4 separate regions of the Mus musculus genome follow, and regions 1, 3 and 4 are each linked to region 2. Evidence: chromatin contacts called from public Hi-C and promoter capture Hi-C data. All regions are on one chromosome and are shown on one strand. Each heading gives the region's core, a stretch centred on a gene start, on an enhancer-like site or on the middle of the called end of the contact. The rest is flanking DNA. Distances are from core to core; before and after follow the strand shown.

The links. Promoter capture Hi-C pulls out the DNA fragments that hold promoters and counts their contacts. A called contact is a pair of places that touch in the nucleus more often than the background predicts.
Region 1: a promoter capture Hi-C map of neural stem cells shows a contact between it and region 2. The contact joins the promoter of 4930533K18Rik here to the promoter of Fam13c in region 2. A contact is called at or near these places in 7 of 39 promoter capture datasets (the 3T3-L1 cell line, 3T3-L1-derived adipocytes, cranial neural crest and 4 more).
Region 3: a contact with region 2 is called in a promoter capture Hi-C map of hippocampal neurons, with 2.9 times the contacts expected there. The contact joins the enhancer-like site here to the promoter of Fam13c in region 2. A contact is called at or near these places in 10 of 39 promoter capture datasets (the 3T3-L1 cell line, 3T3-L1-derived adipocytes, the HPC-7 cell line and 5 more), 1 of 484 Hi-C or Micro-C datasets (cortical neurons), 8 of 115 datasets of contacts at active chromatin or transcription factors (astrocytes, embryonic forebrain, embryonic hindbrain and 4 more) and 1 of 9 other capture datasets (embryonic stem cells).
Region 4: a Hi-C map of uterus shows a contact between it and region 2, with 4 times the contacts expected there. The contact joins the enhancer-like site here to the promoter of Fam13c in region 2. A contact is called at or near these places in 4 of 39 promoter capture datasets (the 3T3-L1 cell line, 3T3-L1-derived adipocytes, cranial neural crest and 1 more), 1 of 15 datasets of contacts at CTCF or cohesin (the NIH/3T3 cell line), 4 of 484 Hi-C or Micro-C datasets (cerebral cortex, cortical glia, cortical neurons and 1 more), 4 of 115 datasets of contacts at active chromatin or transcription factors (astrocytes, embryonic basal ganglia, embryonic hindbrain and 1 more) and 1 of 9 other capture datasets (embryonic stem cells).

The regions. Positions count from the first base shown.
Region 1 is chr10:70,863,926-70,869,964 of GRCm38.p6, reverse strand. It overlaps 4930533K18Rik (RIKEN cDNA 4930533K18 gene), which reads right to left and starts at 1,324. Exons shown (of 6, transcript NR_166097.1): 1 at 1,153-1,324.
Region 2 is chr10:70,436,579-70,442,631 of GRCm38.p6, reverse strand. It overlaps Fam13c (family with sequence similarity 13, member C), which reads right to left and starts at 1,722. Exons shown (of 14, transcript NM_024244.4): 1 at 1,557-1,722. The coding sequence starts at 1,618.
Region 3 is chr10:70,948,651-70,955,186 of GRCm38.p6, reverse strand. It overlaps Bicc1 (BicC family RNA binding protein 1), which reads left to right. Exons shown (of 21, transcript NM_031397.3): 9 at 1,661-1,792; 10 at 5,062-5,248. Among named protein-coding and RNA genes, the nearest start is that of Gm24486, 70 kb to the right of the region's middle. Within about 2 kb of position 5,181, at least 58 of the 459 cell types and tissues checked have an H3K27ac peak or open chromatin away from gene starts, as enhancers often do. A contact at or near this core is called in astrocytes, cortical neurons, forebrain and 3 more, where this site is marked.
Region 4 is chr10:70,813,102-70,819,492 of GRCm38.p6, reverse strand. No RefSeq gene overlaps it. Among named protein-coding and RNA genes, the nearest start is that of Gm40689, 14 kb to the left of the region's middle. Within about 2 kb of position 4,977, at least 24 of the 459 cell types and tissues checked have an H3K27ac peak or open chromatin away from gene starts, as enhancers often do. A contact at or near this core is called in forebrain and uterus, where this site is marked.

The sequences.
Region 1 (6,039 bases), core at 75-2,574, 430 kb before region 2:
TACGATTACAATATTCCAGAAGCATCAGAAGAAGCTTTTTTGAATATCAACCAAACATCCATGGTCAGATAGTGAGATATAAAGTCATCCATCAGTCATGTGGGCTCCCTTCCTGACCAAAATGTTTCCGGGGCCAGACCCTCAAAACCTAACTCTGACAATGAGCTGGATTTGTTTGGAGCCTTGAGGACTGTTTCACGAAGCCCTGGGCAGGAAAGACTCGGTAGCCAGAAGAGGGAGCTTGGTTCTCAAGCCATGCCAAGCCAAGCCAAGTCAAGCCAAATAGTTGAACTCAGAGGCCAAAAGTAATTTTGATTATAGCAGTATCTGTTTCTCCATATGTCCTCCAGATGTTCCTTGCAGAGTTGTTTCTAGAAAGACATGACATAAGGAAGATGTGATGGTTTGTATATGCTTGGCACTTGTTAGAGTAGGTGTGCCACTGTGGGTGTGGGCTTTAAGACCCTCATCCTAGTTGTCTGGAAGCCATTATTCTGCTAGCGGCCTTCAGATGAAGCTGTAGAATTCTCAGCTCCTCCTGTATCATGCCTGCCTGGATGCTGCCATGTTCCTACCTTGATGATAATGGACTGAACCTCTGAACCTGTAAGCTAGACCCAATTAAATGTCCTTATAAGAGCTGCCTTGGTCATGGTGTCTCTTCACAGCAGTAAAACCTTAACTAAGACAGAAGTCACTAAAAAAATTATACGAGATTTACAATAAAATCTTAGTATGATAAGAAGAGTAGAGACAAGGCTATGCAGCAGAAAGTACCATCAATATGGAGATGGAGGGGAACTTTTAACTTAAGAATTCCTAAGGATCATGTGAAGGACAGGCTCACATCTGGACCATAGTGAGAAGCCAGGGAGTCAAAATTGACACTTGAATCACATAAACAGCTCCTTGTAGGGGAAAAAAAAATCTGCCTCAGTAGCTTGATCCAAAGTAGAGAATGTTGATAGGACTCCGAGTAGAACCCAGAACAGGTTGCAGGACAAGCCATACACTTCATAAAGAAGTACAGTTGGGCAGCAAGAGCGGTGTTTGGTGGTTAGTGGCTCTTTAGGACCAAGGAGGGAAGACCTAGAGAAGCACGCATTGCTGCACTTTAGAGATGCACTGTGACTTTAGAATTTGGGTGATCACCTTAAGCCAGTCATTGAAGCTACAGACTGTGTTCATCAAGTGACCTGGTTCCAAGGATGATGCTCCATAGGGTTCATTCCTGGCCACTGCCCCTGGTCTAGTAAATGGAAGCTGGAGGACATCAAGACTTCAATTTAGCATCTTATATATAATCCAGGGTGTATCTGAATGCATTCTCTAAGTTCTGAGACTTCATCTGGTGAACCATGAAGAGTCCTTGTGACTTCACAATGGAGTTCTCTTTCTGAGCATCACCTGACATCATGCAGGAACACTGAACCGCTTGATGATTGGCTCTGGTGATACGTTTGTTACCTAAAAAAAGGAAGCCTAGAAATAGATACAAACATCACCCCTTGTAAAACCTCCTGTGGATATGACCCACATATGTGTGTATGTGGATATTACTCCTCACTAACCTGTCTGCAGGTTCTAGAGATAAGGCTTCTTCTCTCAGAAAAGATGCCTTTGCCCAAAACCAGCACCCAACATGGACATGGACCCAACAGCCATGGCAAGAACATAGAACAATGTCCCTGATAAGCTCAGGTGGGAAAGAAAATTCTTTTCAGAATACTTGAAAAGCACATTAGATAACACGTTAAGGTGATACTTCATGACCAAGTGGGTATCATTTCAGGGGTCAAGGAAAGTTCAACATAACACAAATCAAGATTTTAGCACAGTCATTAACAGACCTGAGGATGGAAATCATAGGACCCTATCATTGTGGAAGAGGTCACTGACCAAGTTTACCAAGGTCTTATGGTAAAAGCCTCCAAAAAAACCCAGAAGCAGAGGAAACACACCTCAAGGCAGCAAAGGCTATATAAGACTAATCTAGGGCTGGAGAGATAGCTCAGCGGTTAAGAGCACTGACTGCTCTTCCAAAGGTTCTGAGTTCAAATCCCAGCAACCACATGGTGGCTCACAATCACCCGTAATGAGATCTGATGCCCTCTTCTGGGGTGTCTGAAGACAGCTACAGTGTACTTACATATAATAAATAAATCTTTGGGGAAAAAAAAAAGACTAATCTATAGCCAACATTATACTGACTGTGGAAATGTTTAGAGGAAACCCAGGAATGAGACAAGGGTGCCTACTCTCTCCATTCATACTCAGGATCCTACTGGAAGTTGTATGAAATAGTAAGGCAGAAGAAGCCAATAAATACATTTAAATACAGAAAGCCAAAGCAGTCTTATGCACATGCCATGTTCCAATACTCAAACACCCCTGAAGAATCCACCAGAAAATGCTGAACAGGTCTGACAAACTCTTTCAGTGAAGTTGCAGGATACCGAGCAAACACACGAGGGCTGGGAACGTGAGTTGGATGGTGGCGTGGCTGCATGGCGTACAGGAAGTCCCGAGTGTGATCCCCAACTTGCATAACCAGGTATGTTAGTTCACGCATCTGTAATCACAGCAGTGAAGTAGCAGAGGCAGGGGAAGAGACGTTCAAGGTCTTCCTTGTCACAGAGCAAGCTGTGGCCCCATCTCAAAGACCAAAACCAAATAAACAAACAAAACAAAACAAAAAAACCAAAGGAAAAATAAAATCGGTATGCAAGAATTAATAGTGAAATAAGCCAGACTCATAAAGACAACTACCATAAGCACCACGTGTGGACTCTGATTTAAAGATAATTATATAGGAAAGAGAGCAAAGCAGAATTAATGGGTGTAAAAAAATGCCATCTTGAAACCCAGTATTCTGCATGCTAACTTAAGTTTTATTTACAAATCTGAAAAAAAACAAAAACAAATTAAAGATGCACAGACCATGATAGGGAAGCTAAAGTTTAAAGGGAAGGAAAGGAGAACTCTTAGGCTGTTCAGAGGGTGATGGAGGAAGAGGAAGTGATATTAAATTCACTTTCATAATCTAAATTGAAACACATGACATTAAAGCAGAAGGGATACTTCGGTCCTTCTTAGAAGGGGGAACAAAATACCCATGGAAGGAGTTACAGCGACAAAATGTGGAGCAGAGACTGAAGCTATGACCATCCAGAGACTGCCCCACCTGGGGATCCATCCCATATACAGTCACCAAACCCAGACACTATTATGGATGCCAACAAGTACTTGCTGACTGAAGCCTGTTATAGCTCTCTCCTGAGAGGATCTACCAGTACCTGACAAATACAGAGGTGGATGCTCACAGCCCAACCATTGGACAGAGCACAAGATCCCCAATGGAGGAACTAGGAAAGGACCCAAGGAGCTGAAAGGGTTTGCAGCCCCATAGGAGAAACATCAATATGAACCAACCAGTACTCCCAGAGCTCCCAGGGACTAAACCACCAACCAAAGATTACACACAGTGGGACCCATGACTCCAGTTGCATATGTAACAGAGGATGGCCTTGTTGGGCATCAATGGGAGGAGAGTCCCTTGGTCCTGTGAAGGGTCTATCTCTCCTACTCCCCTGTAGGGGAATGCCAGGGCCAGGAAGCAGGAGTGGGTGGGTGGGTGAGCAGGGAGAGGGGGGAGGGGATAAGAGGTTTTCAGTGGGGAAACCAGGAAAGGGGCTAACATTTAAAATATAAATTTAAAAAATCTAATAAAAAGTAAAAGTAAAAAAATTTAATTTAAAAAAAAATTAAAAAACAGTAGGGAGACTGTGGTCCAGTGGGTTGGCCTGATGCTGCTTGTATTCTAATTCAAATACTGGTTCCTCAAGATGTGCTTGCCCCATTTCTTCACACACACACACACACACACACACACACCCAGGAGCAGACCATCACATACTCAGGTGATGTCATGTGAACTTTCTCCCCAATTTAACTGGTCAATAAAAGTCTAGAGCCTGTGATTGAGCAGTGGAGAGGAAAGGTGGGACTGGAGGCTTGAGACGGGGTGGTAGGGAGTTGGGGGGGGGGGGGGGGGAGAGGGGGAGGGGGAGGGAGAGAGAAAGAGGGAAAGAAGATGAAGGAAGAGGAAGCCACCATGGACCAGAACCAAGTGACCAGGAGAAACAGCAAGTAACAAAGGGCCTTATAGCTGGGGAATAAGTTAGTATTGTTAGCATTCTGTCTAAGCTCGTCCCACAGTTACCTAGCAACAGCCAGGTAGGCCTGGCCCACCTGGCTGCTTGCCCCCTCTTCTCTTTCATGTCTCTCATACTCTTGCTTCTTTACTGCTCTCTTGGGCTCTTCTCTCCCACCCTCCCTTCCCCCTCTATCCACCTTCTCAAGGCCGGCCTCTACTTCTGTACTCCCTCCTGCTCTCTGCCTTTCTCTGCCTCTACTACTCTCCTAACTCCCCTCCCCATGCCCTAAATAAACTGTATTCTATGCTATAGCATCATGTGGCTGGTCCCTCAGGGGGAAGGGATGCCTTGGCATGGGCCCCTGAGACACCCCCTTTCCCCATACCTCACCACACCCCCATAGAACATACCTTATACCTCTTTATCTTTTTATAAACACATAAAGCATAGCCCTAGATCTTCCCAATGAGGCACGTGGTTTATCATTAAAGTATCTGGATTGCCTGTCTTTCATATGGGCTTATTAGGATTATAAAATCCAATAACACTGTGGCGAGAAAGGGGATGGGCAGAGATGGGAGGGAGATGCAGTGTGAATGATATGCATGTATGGAAATATCACAGTGAAGCCCAGTATTTTGTATGCTACCCAAAAAGCATATACATTCTCTATAGGGCATAATCCCTCTGCTGTTTACAGAGAACAGTGGAACCCTAAGGCACTGGGTTAGCAAATGAAACATTAGAGACAAAGAGCAATGGGGTCAGTAGAGACCAGTGGTTCTTAACCTTCCTAACCCTGTGACCCTTTAAAGCAGTTCCTTGTGTTGTGATGACCCCCGCCTCAACCATAAAATTATCTCATTGCTACTGCATAACTGTAATCTTGCTACTGTTATGAATCATAATGTAAATACCTGATATGCAACTCCCAAAGGGATTATGACACATAAGTTGAGGTTAAACATAGCTTAACACGTGTCACAGTCAGCCAATAGCTGGGGAGGACAGGCGAGCTCAGGTAACTCAACGGCCTCACTTTACAGTGTTTGCAGGCTCTTCTTTGACTTAACACACATGCGCACACTCATGAGTATCTCACAAGAGCACCACAATAATGTTTCAGAGAAGCTCTTCTAGGTTAAAAAATAAAAAAGTAGGCCAATCTATAGAGATAAATCTTGTAGCTTGTAACAGGGACCTTGTTATCATCTGACATGTAAGTGACATGCGCACATGCCAGCATTACACACATGTGACAGGATGTATACTTTGCTAATATCAAAGAGCAGCTTCCAGCTTTGAGAATTTAGATGTTTCTTTTCATTTTTACAAAAACCAGTTATTACATCCAGTTGAATAGGGCCCCGAGTCATCCCAGTTAAAGACTCTCAGCTAAGATAAATATTTGAATAGAAGCAATGCCCTTTTGGCCGATTTCAATTCCAGGATATTCAGAGAATTATGAGAACCAAGAGAATAAGGATTTGGAATGCTGTCTGGAATAACTTTCTTACAAGCCAGAAGAGTTCTGTGAACCAATCAATACTCCACAGACACCTCTTCCCCTTTAGAAAAGGCTTTCTGTCCCGCCCTTTAAACACGACTTTGGAAAAGCCTCCGAGTCTTTCACTTCCCAGTGCTTGGCCTAACCTTTTCCATCACTACTTTCTGGGACTGTGTTTTTCCTGACTAATTATCTACAGTTCCAACCTAGTGAAAGACAATCTTCTCAGATGAATGTAGATCTCTGGAGGGGCCACTTAGTCAGGGCTTGTCTATGTTCCTCATCTGGGCAGGAAAAGATCGTCTGAGGTTATGTAATCTGGACCCTTTTTCCCCTTAGAGATAAAAATCTACCAGCAACAACTGCTTGCCTCTT
Region 2 (6,053 bases), core at 473-2,972:
CACCATATGAAAGCTGGAACTAAAAGTCTCCATCTTGAAACTCCTGGGCCTGTGACTATGGCTGACTCTAGGAATACAGCCACACAACACTCCCAAGAATCAGGCCCAGAAAAACATGTGGTGCCAAGGAACCCAGAGGAAAAGAGAGATGTTACCTGACCACTTATCCAGGAAATTCAGGCCTCATCCTTGGCCCACAGGTATCTCTCCCCACCTCTCTCTTTCTCTATCTTTCTATTGCAAGGCAATGTCACTATCGTGTCCAGGGTTCCAGTGGACAGGCCATAGTGAATCATTGAAAGTCAACCTGGTCCTTATTTTAAAGAGACCCCACTTAGATGAGCTCAAAGCGGGGTACTAAGTCAGTAGCAAACCAGACAAGCAAAAGTGCATGGGGAAGAGGCCCAGAAAGCACAGTGGAACCTCAGCCCTCCCTCTCCAAGTCTCTGCAACAGTGGCAGGATCTGAAAGCCAAAAGATGCTCTCGTCACTGTTCAGGTTTCTTTAGCAAACAGCTTCTAAGCCACTTGTAGCCTCTGTATGAAACTCACAATTCTCTTAAGTAGTGGGATACACAACTTTGCGCATGCACACACACACACAGCCTGCTGCAAAAAGCTTTTACCGAGTAGCTTTTACCAAAAGGTCCCAGAAGTAAACACTAATTTCCCTACGATAAAATGGAATACATATAGTTTATACTCCCAGCTATATGTGAATTGCATACAGTGCCAGCAAAATCTACTCCACGTTCACCTCTGATATATAGATTCTATTAAGAAAATACTAAGGAAGAGATGACCAAAATAAAAACAAAGCACTATCAATATCAACACACACACACACACACACACACACACACGCACACACACGGGCTGGCCTAGAGTAAAACATTATTTCCCTTCCCTCCACTATGAACTGTTATTAGGTTGTTAGTCAGGCAAGGCGTTTCTCTATAGTCACATTATTGTGGCCAGACGAGAAAAATCACAAAAAGGCATCTAGAAAAGTTTACCGCACTGTGTCTTAAAAATCTGTACACACGGAGAGGGAAGGTGAGTTTACCCTGTTTAAATATGCTGGAATTAAACTCCTGCTAGCTCACATCCGTCTATTTGGGGCAAATGTACACTGCGTGCACTCCATGAAAACTGACACTCATGTTGGCAAAATACAACCCAGCTTCCTTTCTGACATGTCACATAGATTTTTTTTTAAGCTAAGCTCCAAGATTGCATATTTTGGGCCACGGAGCCTCCCGCAGCAATCAAGCTAGGTTTATTACTCCCCCCACCCCCCGCTTCCGCTCCTCACTCCCTACCCCCGCGCACCCTCCACCCCGAGCTGCCAAAATACTGGCTGCAACCTGTGTGAGGTTTGTGGGCCCCGCCAGCCTCGCAGCCTCAGGATCCAGGAGACAATGCATCGCCTGGAAAGAGGGCTTGGGGACAGGGGTGGGGTGGGGTGGAGTGGGGTGGCAGCGGGAGGGGATACCTTCACCATAGTTGCTTCGGAGACAGGAATGCAAGTCGATTGTAAGGGCAAGAAGCACTTACTCAGTTACAGCGGCGCTGCCGAAGGAATTATCCTGAAGGCTGAAACAGAAACAAGAAAACATGAGCCAAGTGCGGCCGGGGAGCCGTCTCCCTAATTGCTCTCCCGGAGTTAGAGCACCCACACAAACATGGCATTGCCAGGCAAGTCTTAGGGCTCGCCCGGCACGCTCGCTCTACCTTGGGCTGCTGTCTGCACATGCTCCTGACGACACCCCCAGCAGGGGCCCAGCGGCACCGGCGAACCACAAAGCCCAGCAGCCCGCGAGGCTGCGGGGACGATGGGGCGGGGCGCGGCGGCGCGCGACCGGGGGCTTCAGCCTCAGGAACCTGGAGCTGCTCCGCGCAACCCTGGTAGGCAGCTAGGAGCTACAGAGAGTCCAAGCTGCTTGAGCCTGCCACCTCAGCCTCAGCTGGCAATACAGATTGCGTCGTCCCCCCCACCCCCCAGTGGATACAATGCCCGCCTCCCATGGCTTGTTACCTCCCCAGCCCCCACCCCACCCTAGGGATGCAAACGAGCAAAGATGCTTCTGTCGCTTTTCCTGAAAGCATGGAGAGATCGAGAAGGAGGAGAGGGATATGGATGCTGAGTTTTGATTTATTTTCACTGTGTGTTGGTTTTTATTGCCTAGAACAAAAGGGCTCCCAAGGGCGGGCTGCATCCCGACAGGTCCGTCTGCGCTCTTGTTATTTTACTCCGCTAGAGGAAGCGCCCAGCGCAGGACCACAGAGATGTGAATGAACCTATGCAGGCGAATGTAGAATGCTTTCCAGGCCTTCGCTGATGCCTAGGACACCGTGCCAGGCGGGGAGATGGACTCCTACCCCCACAGCAGCCCCGCACCTTCACAAAGGATGGAATGACAACTCACAAACGTTGTTCCCTTTGATGGAGTCTACTTTGTTGGGGGAAGGGAGGGCCGGTCAGCCCCACCCCCACCCCGCTTTATTCTTGCTTGGAGATGTTTACCCTGCCCCGTTCCCATTGTCCATGTTTCCTGACATGTTGACCTTGACTTGGAAAGACCTGCCTCTGAATTTTGAAATACGATCACAGACTTACGTGTTGAACTATACTATGCATGTGTTCTTAATCCTACTGTCCCATGGAACTAGGTTCTAGATGGCAACGTGAAGTCTAATCACAGGATATCTTCCTGTCCTCAGATCCAAAGACTGTCACTTTCCCAAACGCCCCTGCGCTCGAGGGCTGTGGTGCCCATTCTGGGTAGTTCAGTGTGAAGAAAGACCAGCCTTTTGATTGCGTAAACATCTCCAGTGATTCATCTAGAACAGAAGGAACAATGCTTTCACCTGAAAAACAGCAGTTGATATGAATATGCTGTGGACCAGTTGAAAATATAATGAACCCTCTGAGAGGCCCAACAAGCAGCTGAAAGAGTCAGATGCAGATACTAGCACCCAACCAATGGACAGAAGCGGGGGACCCCTGTGGATGAATTGGGGAAAAGCTGGAAGAAGCTGAGGAGGAGGGCAGCCCCATGGGAAGACCAGCAGTCTCAACTGACCTGGAACCCGGAGATCTCTCAGAAACTGAGCCACCAGCCAGGCGTCATACACCAGCTGATATGAGGCGGCCAACACATATACAGCAGAGGACTGCTGGGTCTGGCCTCAGAGAAGATGCACCTAACCCTTGAGAGACTTGAGGCCCTGGGGAGTGGGGAGGTCTGGTAAAGTGAGGGGAGGGGGTGGCGACATCCTCTTGGGGGCGGGGATGGAATGGTGAGCGGGGGCGGGGTGAATGGCAGACCAGAATAAAAATAAATAAATAAATAAATTTTTAAAAAATAAAAATAAAATAAAATGAAATAATAAACGTGCTCCACAAATCCAGAGATTCAATAATGCCCAGAGGGAGGAAAAGACTAGTTCTCCACAGCCCACAAACAGAAAGGATCCAGAAAAGCTTGTAAGAACTATTCATACAGAAGAAAGACAGTCAGTTCAGTATATTATGGCTAAAAGTTAAGAATACTCTAGATTAAAACCCTGATGGAAACCACTTGGGGTTTTTAAACACTCATCCAATTCTTGATCGTATCTTCATCTGTTTTTTTTTTTTTTTTTTTTTTTTTTTTTTTTTTTTGGTAAGAGGTTTTCAAGTGCCTTTTTAAAATGAGATGTCCTGTTCACCCTGGAATGAACAATACTGATGGATATCAGCAAAGGTTCCTTTGGAGCCTTCGGCTTATCTGAACAACAGTTTGGGAAAAGTTCAAAGGGAGAAGAGGAACATTGTCACAGAGATCTGTAAGGAAGCCAGAGTATTTCCCAGGCCAGCGACAGGGTCCAGACTTCTCTGTGGTTGTATGTAGCATGGCTAAAACATGGTTTTTTGGTTTTTTTTTTTTTGGGGGGGGGGGTTAAAGGAGAGGAGACGTTACAAATTCAAGGACAGCAAAGAAAGCTATTCTGTCTTTTCAACTCTGAGACTGCACCTAGGTAGGCAGAATGTTGTGCACAAGTGGAGAACAAAAGGGAAAAACAAAGGTACTGGGTAGTTGGGCTTCTCAAACTCCTTAAAGTAAAATGTAACTTAGGCTAAACAGACCGACCACCATCATGCCTACAAAGGGCTTCAGAGAAAACATCACCTGGCGTTGTTTGCTGAACTAATGATGCACATTCTTAACGATATCACAGATGCAGTCCCTGTTAACAGGAAGCCTTTGCTCTTAGGTATGCCAGTGTGTATAGAATGGACAGGGTGCGTGGTTTTCAATTCAATAAATAGAATAACTGGGGAAAAATAGGCTAGAATTTGAATGTAATTAGCTCACCTTCTTGTTAAAAGTTTCAGTTTTTCTGAAAGCAAACCATCTGAATTTCATACTTAGTTCTAATAGTTCCCTTTTCCTTCTTAATTTTTTCAGTATTCTTATCTATTTATTTTTATCTTATGTGCCTTGGTGTTTTGCCTTCGTGTATGTCTGTATGAGAGTGTCAGATCCCTTAGAAGTGGAGTTACAGACTAAGCTGCCATGTGGGTCCTGGGAATTGAACCCAGGTCCTCTGGAAGAGCAATCAGTGTCCTTAACCACTGAGCCATCTCTCCAGCCCAATTTTTTTTTTTTTAATCACCTTATGACTTGCTTTCCTCATTCTTAGGTAGAGATAGACTCTGTTACAGGGGTTATTCCAAAGATTAAATGACATTTTTGGAACTGAGAAGTTAAAATTGTTTTAAACAGTTAATAAATGCTAACGTTATCCTTGTTCTCATTATTGCTATAATAAGAAACATGTAAACATGGAGTTTGAAAGAGAAAAGATGACTACAAATGGATAACAGGTTTATAGACACTGCTGACTTTCTACGCCCAGGCTTTCATGCTGTTCCATGGCTTCTTAACGTCTCTGAAAATCATCACGTTTGACCAGATGCTCCACGGACAATGTTTGTGTATTCTCTTTGTAACTCAATTTAAAATGCTTGCACATCCCTGGAGGACCAGACAATTCTGAGAAATCACTTTCTGAGGGATGCTGGGGCATCGGGCCAGAATCTTTACAATGCCAGGAAGTCAACGGAGGCCTGCTCCATTGGCCTGGACACAGTGACTTGGTGCTTCCTGCCAGTCCTCCAGGGAATAGCCAGACCTCCTGGTGTATGCACAGAGGACTCTTGCCTCCCTGCAGAGATAATTTTCCACTAAAAAGATTAAATCCCTCTGCTTATATCTGTATCCTCTAACCCTTCCTCCCCGCCTAGTCTTTGACACCATAGCAAAAGGGGGCCTCATTTCTCTGAGTGGTTATTGTCTAAGCTATTGAGTGCTCAACAGACACAGGTAAAATTCTCTTTATGGGCTGGGTCACCTCCATCAAAGCACATATCTCTAAATTAATGTTTGTGTATACCCTGTCCACTTTGTCACACAGTCTCTCTCTGTTCTGCCTAACTTAAAGGGCACATTCAGTCCAGATAGGTGGGAAAATGAAGTATTAAATCTTACAGAGGATTCTGGATTTCGTGGTGTGAGAATTATCTTAAATAACATTTAAAACCAGTGTTGGGTGGAGATGTTGTATGAGGAGCAAAAGAGTAAGGATGACATCAAATAAAAACAAGCTGGAATAGATACCTGCTGTGGTGGTTTGAATATGCTTGGCCCATGTGGAGTGGCACTATGAGGAGGTGTGGCCTGGTTGGAGGAAGTGCGTCACTGTGGGGGAGGGGGATCTGAGGGCTTCTAGTGCTCAAGCTCCATCCAGCGCAGAAGAGACCCTCCCCCTGGCTGCCTGTACAAATCAGGCTTCTCCTGGCGGCCTTTGTATCAGGATGCAGAACTCTGGGTTCTTCCAGGACCGTGTCTGCCTGCATGCTACCATGCTTTCCACCATGATGACAATGAACTAAACCTCTGAAACTATAAGCCAGTCCTGATTAAATGTTTGCCTTTGTAAGAGTTGCCTTGGTCATGGCTTCACAGTAATGGAAACCCTAACAAGACACCTGAAAATATTTATAAA
Region 3 (6,536 bases), core at 3,932-6,431, 510 kb before region 2:
CTTCTCTCCTTCACATGCTTTTTTTTTTTTTTTGAAACCCCAGTGTGTGGGGATTGGTGCGAAGAGACAGGTGTATTGCTGGGTCGGTAGAGACTCTTATTAAAAACAGATTAGACTATTTGGTTCCAGGCCCAGTCTTTAGTGACATTTGACCCAGTGGACATTAGGCATGGTCTTCACTATTAACTTGGCAAATTCATTTAAACAAACAAACAAACAAACAAACAAATAAACAAAACAACTGAGAAAACCCAGATTTGTATTGTTGCGTCCATTCCTCTGACAGATCAAGCTTCCAGTCAGGGCAGTGGGACATTTAAAGATTCACTTTTTGTGGATGATTTTTTGTTAGCCACCTTTATTTTACTGTATGGTCAATAATCCTTTAGCGGTGGGGCGTATTTACATACAGAAACTGGCAAATTACTCATTGTAGTGTCTTCCTTTCCAAGGTGTTTAGGTGTTATTTTTAAGCTTAAAATGCTTGAAAAACTTCACAGACTCACATTCCTACTTTAACCGCACCTGCCAAAACTATAGTTTTTTTGAAAGGTACTATTACGCAATAATGAAAGAAGGGAGAAAGAAATTCAAAGGTTTTAACAACCTTTCTTTTTTATTATCGGTCCATGAAGAAGAGTCACTTTTATTCACGGGTGAAAAGGGCAGTTTTTCATTTTGATCACAGTGTACCCAGCATTGTCCAATACATGTGAAGAAAGAAAGAAAGAAAAAAAAAATCCAGTGACCAGGCTGGAGAGATGGTTCAGTGGTTAAGAGCACTGACTGCTCTTCCAAAGGTCCTGAATTCAATTCTCAGCAACCACATGGTGGCTCACAACCACCTGTAGTGGGATCCGATGCCCTCTTCTGGTGTGTCTGAAGACAGCTACAGTATAATCAGATATATAAGGTCAATAAATAAATCTTTAAAAATATCCAGTGACCAAGGACTTGAGCTGAACAGCATTCTATACCAGAGGAAGAGAAGCCAAGTGATTGTAGGCAGTGAAGGGCAAAGCAGAGATGAGAGCCAAAGATAGCCACTGTAGTGACACCCCCCACCCCCCGAAAGGGTTGAGGGTTGGAACAGTGGTTCACTGCACATGTCTGAGTGGAAGGACTTACAACTTCAGCCAACTTGGAAGGAGAGCTCTGAGGGATTACAGACTCCACCTATAGGACATTGAGATTTGGGCCTGGCCTGGTGGAAGAAACAGATCCAGGGTGTGCAAATCTGTGGTAGGATGGGCCAGGCTGGGCCAAAGCAGAAGTTAGTAAACAGCAGTTGGGTTCTCCATTAGGATACAGTGGTTTGGCTCCCAGGAAGTCACCGAGCAAGGACACATGACCCTGACCCTCAGAGTGGTGAAGACTCTCTCAGTACAATTGCTAACGGAACTGAAGTCAGACAGTGAAGGGTTTTTCTCTAGTAAAGAGTAGACTTAAAAAAAGAAAAGTCACACCAAACCCACAAGCTTAACAGATGCAGTTCCAGTCCCCCAGATAGTCTCCTGCCCCTCCCCTTGGTCACACACCCTCCTTGCTGTGAAGAGGTAAATGGTATTTAAGTTAAATACTTGATCGTGTGTTATTTGGAGATGCTCAGGCATCAGGTGCTGAGATGACTAACCCCTGACACTCCTACTGTCTTGTCTAGGGGTGTCTTCCTCTGGTGTTGATGTTTGATATGAAGGAAGACATTGAAGTGGACCCACAGGTCATCGCACAGCTGATGGAACAGCTGGACGTCTTTATCAGTATTAAACCAAAGCCCAAACAGCCGAGCAAGGTTGGTCTAGAGTCTGCACCCGATGAAGCATCTGGAATAGCCTTCCCTACCCACTCTGGTTGTTCATTTACATGGGAATAATTTCTGATACATATATTTGGCTATAAGAGTTACATTTGTAACAGTGCCCCCTCCGTTATCTGCCTCCATTTTCTTCATGGTTTTTGATTTTCATGTTAGTTTTTAGTAACATTGTTTTTCTATAAATACAGGAGAAAGAAAAGTCTATTTTTTACCACATCTGACTTGGTAATTTTGACAAGAGATCAACCAACCCAATCAATACACAGGCTAACGAAGCAAACAGACTGTTAAAAACAACCAAACCATGATGTTCAAATGGCTAGCGAACATAAAACTGTTCAGCCTCACTAGCCATCAAAGGAGAGCAAATGTAAACTCCATGAAGATCCCATGTCACCCCAGTCAGGGTGGCAGTCGGCCAGGTGCTCGTGAGGGGGTGGAGCAAAGGAAGTGCTCCCACACTGATGGTGGTAACCTAAACCAGCCAAGCTGTTAACGGAAATCAATACTGAACTCTGTCAGAAAGCCAAAGCAGACCTACTGTGTGAACAAGACACACCACTTCTGAGTATTTATTGGAAGGACTCTTAATTTGCAATCTGCTGACTACAGGCTGGTTGCTAGGGAGTAGCTAAGGAGACTCATATGTTAAGTGTATGCATGTGTGCGCATGTTCAAATCAATTTGCAGAACGTCCTGTGCTGGCTTAGCGGAGCTGCTGCTTTTTCTGTTCTCTCCTTTTCTTTAATAAAGCCCATGAGTAATGAAAGCTCTCAGCCGCCTTAGCGCCTTCTCTGTCCAATGCTATCTGGTAATTTACATGGACAGTAAATGCGCAGTGGGAGAAGTCTGATCTGAAGTGCCCTGAGAAAGCAAGAAAGGAAGACTGTTCATGCATTAATATTGTGAAGCCTGCTGCAGCTCCTTTAAAGCCTGGGACCCTGGGACCTCACCAGTGGTTGTCACTGGCAGCCATTGTGCTGCCGCTGTGCGTGCTGAGCAGAGGTGAAATGAATTGAAGGCTCTCAGAGTGGAAAAACATGTTAGGTAGCAGTACTTACACTCTTATATTTTCCAAATCACGAAGCATTGGCTGGCAGGGAGACCTGGGGCGGTGTGGGGTGTGGGGGTGCATCCCAAGTTCACCACTAGGAGAGAAAGCATGGCTACGAAATAATCCAGGGGGTTAACAAAAGTCACATGCAAAATTGTCTGTGTTCCAGGTATTAAGTATGACAATGTTATATTAATCCTCATTTTTTTCTGAATGTTTAAAACTTAAAAGATTTATAGACTGTAATTAAATTTTGAAGTTTGTGGAATGTTTTGAAGAACAGCTGAGTTTTCCCTAACTTTTTTTTATTTTTATTAAATGCTGGTTTTTAATTGCTTTATAAAGTCTAGTGAACGGACTTAGCAATGTAGAGAGCCACTGCTTTAGTGCAGGGGAATGTATCATAGAGTAAAAAATAAACCAGTAATCATCCGACTTGGTTTGGGCAGCTGTAACAGTGCCACAGAGCAGGCAGCCATGGATAAGGGAGTCTGTAGTCATGGACGCCAGCCAGCACAAGATTCAGCCTGGACCAGCTTTGGTGTCAGGGTAGGACCTGGGTCCACATTCACAGGTGCTACTCCACTCTCTCATAGAGAAAGGTGCTTGCGTGCTCTCTTTCTCTCTCTCTCTCCCTCCCTCCCTCCTTCCCCCACATCTCTTCCCTAATTCTATTCAGTTTTTTGTGTGTACACATGTAAGTGCATGTGTGTATGTGTGTGTGCACATGTAAGTGTATGTGTGTGCATGTGTGTTGATGTGTGTATATATGTATGTATGTATATGTGCAAGTACAGGTATATATGGAGATGTGCGTGTGTGTGTGTGTGTGTGTGTGTGTGTGCGTGTGTATCCATGTGTCCACACTCACGTGTGTAAGCCACAGAAGGATGTGCAGTTAGATTCTCGAGTAGGAAGTCCTGAATTACTAAGGTAGATAAATCTGCCATACTTTACTAAAATTTCTAAACCAGAGATGCCATCTTGTGTATAGAATGCTTTATGTGTATCTGTCTTGCATATGATTTCTACATGAGTAAATGTGATATTTTCTGTTCACCTGGAGGAAACAACCACACTTATTATTATTTTATTTTTTAGAGAAAACTTTAAAGCGCCCCAAGACTGGGGGAGCAAGGTTGAGTGAGTTCAGAGATTGAGACCAGGCCATGGGATTTAGACATCATAAAGCCCTGTTTGACTAACTTAATCACAAATACCATCAGTTCAGATTCCGAGAAGGGCTTGGCCAAACAAAGACAGAAATAAAAAGAATTCCAAGAGCTCAGGAGAAAAACGAACCTATGTTAGGCTGAAAGAAATTGTGTTTTGATGGCTGGATTCTAAGTACTACTACTACTACTACACACACACACACACACACACACATACACACATACATATACACACATACATACACATATGTGTTTATATATGTATACATATGTATATATACACATGTATGTTTATATATATACATATATATGCTTAGACATTTAGTATATAAAAGATATATAAATTATATAATTCTATATGTATATGACATATACATATAGGAAGTAAGGAAAATTTATATATATACACAATTATTATTATTTATAAAATATATCATTATATATAACATAATATAACACACACACATATATTTCATAAGATTTGCCACAGATGTGGTCTCACTGGGGGTTGGTGGTGCCTAGAGGTACGTCAGCTAACCATTAGACCGTGTATGTTAAAAAAAAAAAGAAGCCAACTGTAACTGTGCAATCTATACGTGATGGTGGGTTTGATTTGGCTTCTGCAGGTAATGAGGTGGTGAGGAGGAATGCTTCAGTATGAAGCCCAGAGGCTGTGTAGTGGGGCAGCTGGACTTTGACACCAAGAATTTGCTAAATTTCTAAGCATGCCTGGATAGGAATCCATACCTTAAAAGGTTAGGTAGGGATCGGGACCTGCATGCTGGCTGCCCACAGCATCATGCTCTCAATGGTTTGCAGACACATAGACACACACACACATACACACACACACATAGTAGGTGGGGACTCACGTTTTACGGGAGTGTCAGGAGCAGAGGCTGATAGGGGGTGGTATCCAGCCTCCTGTGGCCACTCATTTACATTTTCATTACCCTTCTGTCATTGTATGCCTACCTCAGTGTCATCTTTTTTCCCCCCATTATGTGTTTTCATAGTCTGTGATTGTGAAAAGTGTTGAGCGAAATGCCTTAAATATGTATGAAGCAAGGAAGTGTCTCCTCGGACTTGAAAGCAGTGGGGTTTCCATAGCAACCAGTCTATCCCCAGCATCGTGCCCTGCCGGCCTGGCCTGTCCCAGCCTGGATATCTTAGCTTCGGCAGGCCTCGGACTCACTGGACTAGGTATAAAGTTTATTATTACCACTGGGGAACGGCTTATCGGGTTCCCTGCCCTTTTCTACCATTGTGCTGTGTCTAAATTCTATTTTCTCCTCTGAGCCCCAAAGCCCGGTGACGGTGACAAGCAACCGGGTCGGGACCTGATTCATCTGGCCTGAGTTTTTTCTTTTGTTAGCCTCCGTGGTTTTGGGTTGCCCAGATTCCTCCGATGCCAGTGTAAATAATCGCAGCCTGCCTGCTCTTGTTCTCCGTGGCGCGTGTTTGTTCTGCTAAATTAAGAATGCCATCGAGATGGAGGGGAGCCGCTGACGGTGATGGATGCGCTCTGTGTTGTCTTGCTTTGGCTGTACTGCCCTCCCTCCCTAGAGATAAAGATCCAGTTTGTTCCAAAAAGTAATTGCAAATCTGGAGGGCAGCTAGAGAAGGGGGAGGGGAGAGTCCCTGAACCCACTCCCCCACCTCCCATTCCCCTACCCTACAGCTAGGCCTGATAAACCCAAGGCCAAGCCAAGCTTATACCACTCATGGAAAGTGCAGTGAGTCCTTGCTGATCCTGAAATAGTGCCCTCATCTAGAAGACCTTTCTTGTAAGCTGGCCAAGAGCTCTGTTAGCATTAGACCAGGCTTACCATTTTCCTTCTCGTTTCCCAGATGCCTTCATGTATAAGGAGAGCACAGTAGGTCACATACATAGTAGGATGGGCTGTGTTAGAGCTCACTGGTAGGATGCACGCATGAAGACCTAGGTCCGATCCCCAACACTGAAAGACGTCATGTGTGTAAAACCTGTTTGGGCTCCAAACTGTCACACTCAGACACTACTATGGTGATGCAGGTTCTTCCTCAACCAAAGCTGTCTCTTCCACACAGGCCTGAACAGCCATAGCAACACAGCAATACTGTGGACTGGGACGTCCTGGTGGACTTACAACAGTTCTCAGCCTGTGGGTCGCAGCCCCTTTGGGGGTTGCACAACCCTTTTGCAGGGGCTGCCTATCATATATCCTGTATGGCAGTTACACCAAGATTTGAAACAGTAGCAAAATTATAGTTATGAAGTGGCAGCAAAATAATTTTATGGTTGGGGGGGCTCACCACAACAGCAACTGTATTAAAGGATGGTGGCATTAGGAACGGTGAGAACTGCTGACTTAGAAGGGGCCCGTTTTATTGTGTTCTAGTTGAGAAAGTGGTTGGAGAAGCCGAGTTCCCTGAGTGGAGGAGAGGTTTCCTTGGCCACCCAGCTCCTATAACACTGACCCATGTGCACTTCAGAAAACACACAGAAATG
Region 4 (6,391 bases), core at 3,728-6,227, 370 kb before region 2:
AAAGCTAGGTGTGGGTTGTCTTCATAGAGTCAGTCGTCGCTGCTTGTATTCTAATATTATTTATGTTCCCCAAAACACTGTTTACTTGAGAGATCTGCAAGTAGCTTCTGGGAACCTGCCCCAATTGGTTCTGATTGGTAAATAAAGATGCCAAGAGCCAATAGCTGGGGAGGACGGTCAGAGGTGGAATTGTAGGATTCTCGGACTTGGGACTGGGAGGAGAGAGGAGAGGAAGATCTGCCATGCTTGGTGGAGAGTGTGGACAGAGGAGAGACACAGAGCCTGCAATGTGGTAGAGAAGCAGGGAGAGCGCCCTGGGCTCTGGGCTAAGGAAGCAAGGCCCAGAGGGCTGTGCAAATGGGTTGGGAGCAGCCAAGATGGAACATTGAATCAGTAAGTAATAACTTGACATTAACAGCATGGAGGTTAGGCAGTGGTTCAGTTATTGTAATGTTTAATATATATTAAAATATAAAGACTGTATGTGTGTCTTTCATTCGGGAACCACTAACATGAGTAACTAAACCACTGACATGAGTAACAAACCATGCTGAAGAGATTTACTAATTAAATATTTATTTCTACATTCATTATCTTGCCTACCATGGTCAGTGATTACTCGGATAAAGACTCACACCCTATCAGGTAGGAAGCAAGGTCCCGACTTCGCAATGCATGGTGGTGAAGTCCGGATCTTGCTTCCTAGGCCAGCTACTGATGGGATGAAGCTAGTTTCCTTCTCTGCAGCTCCTGGTCAAGACACTGATTGAGGACTGGCTGTTATCGGCAATTCCAGTGTTGACCCTAAGTAATTCAACCTTTTCCACAGTTATTAAAGGTCCACTTTTCTCCTCTTCACTATTTATCCGAAGATGTGTGTTGACATAAAGAGGCAGACTTCCTAGACCACTCTCTAAGGATAGAGCTATTACCATCCTTTTCTTCACACTTGATTTTAAGTTAAGTGCACATAAAACTATACTCCATAATTCCAAACCACATGGTAAATCTTATCCTTTTTACCCACAGTTAAATACAGCTACCACCCCTCACCAAAGAAGCATCTCTCTACTGAAGTTGGAGACGATCACACACACACACACAAAACAAACCCAAACTGGACACAATGCACAGATCAACAGGTGGTGGGGCACCCAGCCCTGACAGACAGATCTACATCACAGCTCCTGCACTTAGGGTTCAGGAACCATTGTAAGAGAAGAGTCAGAAAGACTGTAAGAGCCTGAATACCAGGAAGTCTGCTGTGAGACAGCCTCTCCTAGACATGGCTGTGTCAAAAACAGTGGGAGAATGATAACATCAACAGACATACTAAGTCAGAAGGGGGGAAGTTTTTGTGGGGTCCTATCCATAGACAAAGAACTACAGACAGCTCTGCCTTCCGGGAGAGGGAGAATAAGCCTTCTCAGGGATGAACCCCCTTATTGGTTGTCTAACACAAAATAGTTATCCCTGAAACCATGTATACATGAACAACAAAAAGGGACTCAGCAGATTGTATTTATAAATTTCTGCTCATATACCTATATGTATATAACAATAATAATCAAATAAAAAGGTTATCGCTTGGAGAAGGGAATGGGAGGAGCTGGGGAGGGAAGAATTGGGGAGAGATGTAATTCTACTTTAGCAAAAGTTTAATTTTTATTTTTTAAAGATTTATTTATTTATTTTATGTATATGAGTACACCGTAGCTGTACAAATGGTTGTGAGTCTTTATGTGGTTGTTGGGAATTGAATTTAGGACCTTTGCTTGCTCCAGTCGGCTCTGTGCACTCTGGTAGACCTAGTTCACTCAGTCCCTGCTTGCTCTGGCCCAAAGATTTATTTATTATTATAAATAAATACACTGTGGCTGTCTTCAGATGCACCAGAAGAGGGCATCAGATCTCATTAGGGTGGTTGTAAGCCACCATGTGGTTGCTGGGATTTGAACTCAGGACCTTCGAAAGAGCAGTTGGTGCTCTTACCCGCTGAGTCATCTTGCCAGCACCCCCTCCCCCTTTTTAAATGCCGTATGCCTTACCTCTCCCTTCAGCTGCCCTTGATTATATAATATAAGTGACTCCCAACTCTGCTCTTTCATCAACTTACTCTGTGTTTTATAGAAGAAGTCATTGAGAAGGTTCAGCGCTTCTCAGGACTGCTCTGCCCTCTTTCAAAGCTATTCCTGTGTGTCAGCTTATCTCCTGGGTAATCTCTCCCCTTGAAGCAACAGTTTCCTAAGGAAATATAACCCACAGTTGGAGAATAAGTATCCAATCTCCATAATTCCATAAATAAGGAAATTGATGCTTGCCCAAGGCATGAGCCACTTATGAAACATTGCTCACTACTCAGCCCCAAATCCAGGAGTTTATGGATTAAGTTTCAAATTTAATTTTCTCTCAATATTTTCAATTACTCCTTTGTTAAAAATACAAAAATAAAAATAACTTTTGAATGTCGGTCTCTTGGGTGTTTTTTTTTTTCTATTTACCTTAATCCTGTGTTGCTTTTCTTTTTTCTTTTTTTTAAAAATCAGGACTGAGCACTGATGTATGGTCTCTGAATCAATATCACACACACACACATACACACACACACACACACACACACACACACACACACACATACACACTTTTTTTTTTTGACAAGCAGAGAACAGCTTCTCTTTGTCTTTCTTACAAGGCTGCCTCTCCTCTTATTTCCTCTCCACCTCCAGTTCTCTTTCCTTTCACAGCATCTAACACCCCATGCTTTCTCTTGGGTGGGAATCCTTAGTTCCTTGGATCTCCAAGTCCTCCCCTAAGATGGTTAACTCCCCCCTGGCATGGGGTGCACTCAAGGATCTATAAAGGTGTAGTATTTACATTGTCCCCAGCATGGCAATTCCACCACCACATACATTTCACCTGTAGGACTTGGAATGGAGGACACGAGTCAATAACTTCTTGGAGTTTGGCATCTTAAGTAAACTCTATGTGTTTAGTTTGATCTGTTTTATGCTGATGGATGGATAGTAAGATAACACTGTGAGCCAGGGAATGATAAAAATGGACCTGGGGTCAATATATCTTGCAGTATGCTGGCAGACGTGGAAATATGAGAAGGCTTGTGGGGGGTACCAGGTACCAGATCCTCCCAACCGACTTGATGTAGACAGGAGGGCAGGGGTAGAAAGGTTGAATGCTTTATGTCCCTCTTGCGACAGAATGGGCTCTTGCATTTAGCTCTGTCTCCAGTCTATCCAAGGCATCCAAGTTCATTTATAGTTCTGAATTTCCAAGAACTCTTGAGTTCTTCCCTAGTAGGAAAAGAGGAATAGTAATGATGGCCAAATCTTTTTTTTTTAAAAGATTTATTTTTATGTGCATTGGTGTTTTTGCCTGCATTCATCCATGGGACAGGAGTTATAGACATTTGTGAGCTGCTATTTGGTTGCTGGAAATTGAACCCGGGTCCTCTGGAAGAGTAGCCAGTGCTCCTAGTCACTGAGCCATTTTCCCAGCCCCTGTGATAGCCAGATCTTAAAAATTTCCCTCTGGTCATGAATGATTCATCCAGATCTCTGAGCTCTCATTTAAAGCAGACACTGAAATTCAGAGTAAAAGGTCCCTGTCTCTCTGTCTTTGTCTCTGTCTCAGTCTCTCTAGTAATCAGTCTTCTAGAGTTCTGATATCTAGAAACAGCATTGTTCATGACCACAGGCATTGGGCTAAGATAAAGAGCCCACAGGGATTCAGGCTCAACAGTGACCTCTCTGGGGATGGAGGGTGGGGATGCAGAGCACACATGAATATTCAAATCTCTTGAATCTGATCTCACCCACCCACCCAACACACACAGAGAAGAACTTTCCCTTGTTATAACCTTTTAGGACCCTATAGCATTTATCTGCACCAGGTCTCTCAGGACAACAATTGCCTCAGCGATAAGCCTTGCTTCTTTCCCAAGTCCCAGATCCAAATGACTGTCTTGTTTGTCCTTATTAGTTCTTCAATAGGTTCAGAGCCCTTGGTTCAGAGAATTGTTTCTGGAAGGTTCCATGGGCAGCTCCATCTCCCTTTCTTTATTTTTGAAGCATTTTTGCTTTTGAGAGTCACAGGCCAAGATTCTTGTCAGCTGGTATTGAGATGTTTGGTTTGATTTGACTCTGCAGTGTTCTCAGGAACGTTAAATGGCATTTTCCAGGCAACCCACATAATAAAAGGATGACTATGGCTAAGGCCAGTCTCAAGAGGTAGCTTAAAAAATTAAAACATGTGCCTGTTGCAAAACTTGACGTTCCCAGAGTCAATTCTGCCAGGCTTGCTTCTGAGATCTTCCTGGAATGCTTTCCCTAGGCCTGGCTATTCCGGTGAGTGTTCTGGCTCCTGCCTCTTTCAAATTCAGTTTGTCAGTTTTTCCATGTGCGAGCATAGCATTTTGGAATAGGAGCGGCTGTTATGTTTTGAGCTGATGCTTTGAGCGCTCATGGCACATGGCACACAGCACACACAACTTTGCCGAAATTTTTGGTGCGAATTCCAAGTCTCGTCTCCTCTTGGGATCTTTTTACAGCTGTTTTCTGATCCAGGAAATCCTTGGACAAAATAACAGATTTGCTTTCTGAGATACAAGGAGCTTTATGGAGGAGTAAGAGATTCCTGGCATGTAACTGGGAACAAGGCTCAGTCTCACCGTTCCCCTAGGAACTATTGACATCAACACAATTCTCCAGATGTGCATCTGTTGGCGTCCAGAGTTACTGAGACCCAAAACAGAGCCCGCTACACCAGTTAATAACACAAACTTTTACAATCATTTGCACTCCACGGGAAATGGCTGGAAAATGAAACGGTTGGGCCTGTTGGAATCTAAGCCCCTCCTGGCTTCAACAACTTAGAAAATTCCAGAGAAAATGGACATACAGATAAAAGGAGATGAAGATTTTGCAGCTCTATCTATACAGCCAGTAGATGGCAGACACGCATTAGAGTCTGAAACGGATACTACGTGGTGACACTGTAGTCCCCAGTGGTTAATGAGCGTTTCAAGGTAGCTATAGAAAAACAATTAAAAAAAAATGTTACCTTTAAACAATGGGTCCTTGAACTTCAAAGCTAAGATTGTTTGTTTCTGTTAACCTGGGTGGGGATTCCACCCAGAAGCAATCCATTACCTCTAAAAATGCTTTGAGAGAAAAAGTATCCACTGAGGCAGACCTTGCGTTTCTTTGCTCACTCAGCCATCCATTGATGGATTCAACAGCTATTTGTTGATCTCTCTCTCTCTCTCTCTCTCTCTCTCTCTCTCTCTCTCATATTCATTTATTTACTTATTTATTTAATGTATATGAGTGTTCTATTTGCATGTATACCTGCATGCCATAAGAGAGCATCAGACCCCATTACAGATGTTTGTGAGCCACCATGTGGTTGCTGGAAATTGAACTCAGGACCTCTGGAAGAGCAGCCAGTGCTCTTAACTGCTGAGCCAATCCCATCTCTCATTTTTACTATTGGATCAGTTGTACTCATTTTCTCTCCCAGTTAATTTCAGATTTGCTAAGAAAGTCCTCATTCATCTTCATGCATTCAGTTAACTTAACCTGCCACCCTGGCAGCCAGCAGCCAGGCTACATGGGAATTTTAGGAGCTTTTTTGCCACACGAGAGCTACTCCTTCAGACCTTCTTCTTGTACTTCAGGATGACTTCCCAGAGTCCTGGCACTGTCTTCAGATACATATTTTTTTCATCTCAGTAGCCTGAGGATTGAGCCCAGTACCTAGAATACGATGGAGAAAGAAAGAAAGAAAGAAAGAAAGAAAGAAAGAAAGAAAGAAAGAAAGAAAGAAAGGAAGGAAGAAAGAAAGGGGAGGGGAGGGAGGAAGAGAGAGAGAGAGAGAGAGAGAGAGAGAGAGAGTCAGTCTAGGCCCAGGCCAGTTTCGACTAGGAAAGCTATGAGTCTTAGTGGACCTAAAAGGAGATACCTTCTCTTATGTACCAAGAAAACCACAACCAACTCCTGCAAGGAAAGAAATTAATAAGACAAAAACAAAATAAATTATCTTAAAGCTTTTGTGTGTTTTAGACATGAAAACCTAAGTACCCTGTGAAAATTATTTCTTTGCTTAGCTTCCATGAAGAAGAAGAACTCTAGAAATGATGGGACAGAGGACTAGACGTAGTGGTGGAGACAAAGGGCGAGCCTACCAAGTCCTGCGCATACAGTATCCCCTCGTTCTTGCCTGAGGAAGAAGAAAGGAAGGAGCAGTTGAGGCTTTGTGGCTTATTCTCTGGAAGGAGCAGTCTAGTTCTATCATTTGGGGAAGAAGGATTCTGATTCCTATGTCTGCTCTAGTCACCATGGCCTGCCAACTCAGCACAGCCTGAAAAGGAAAAAAT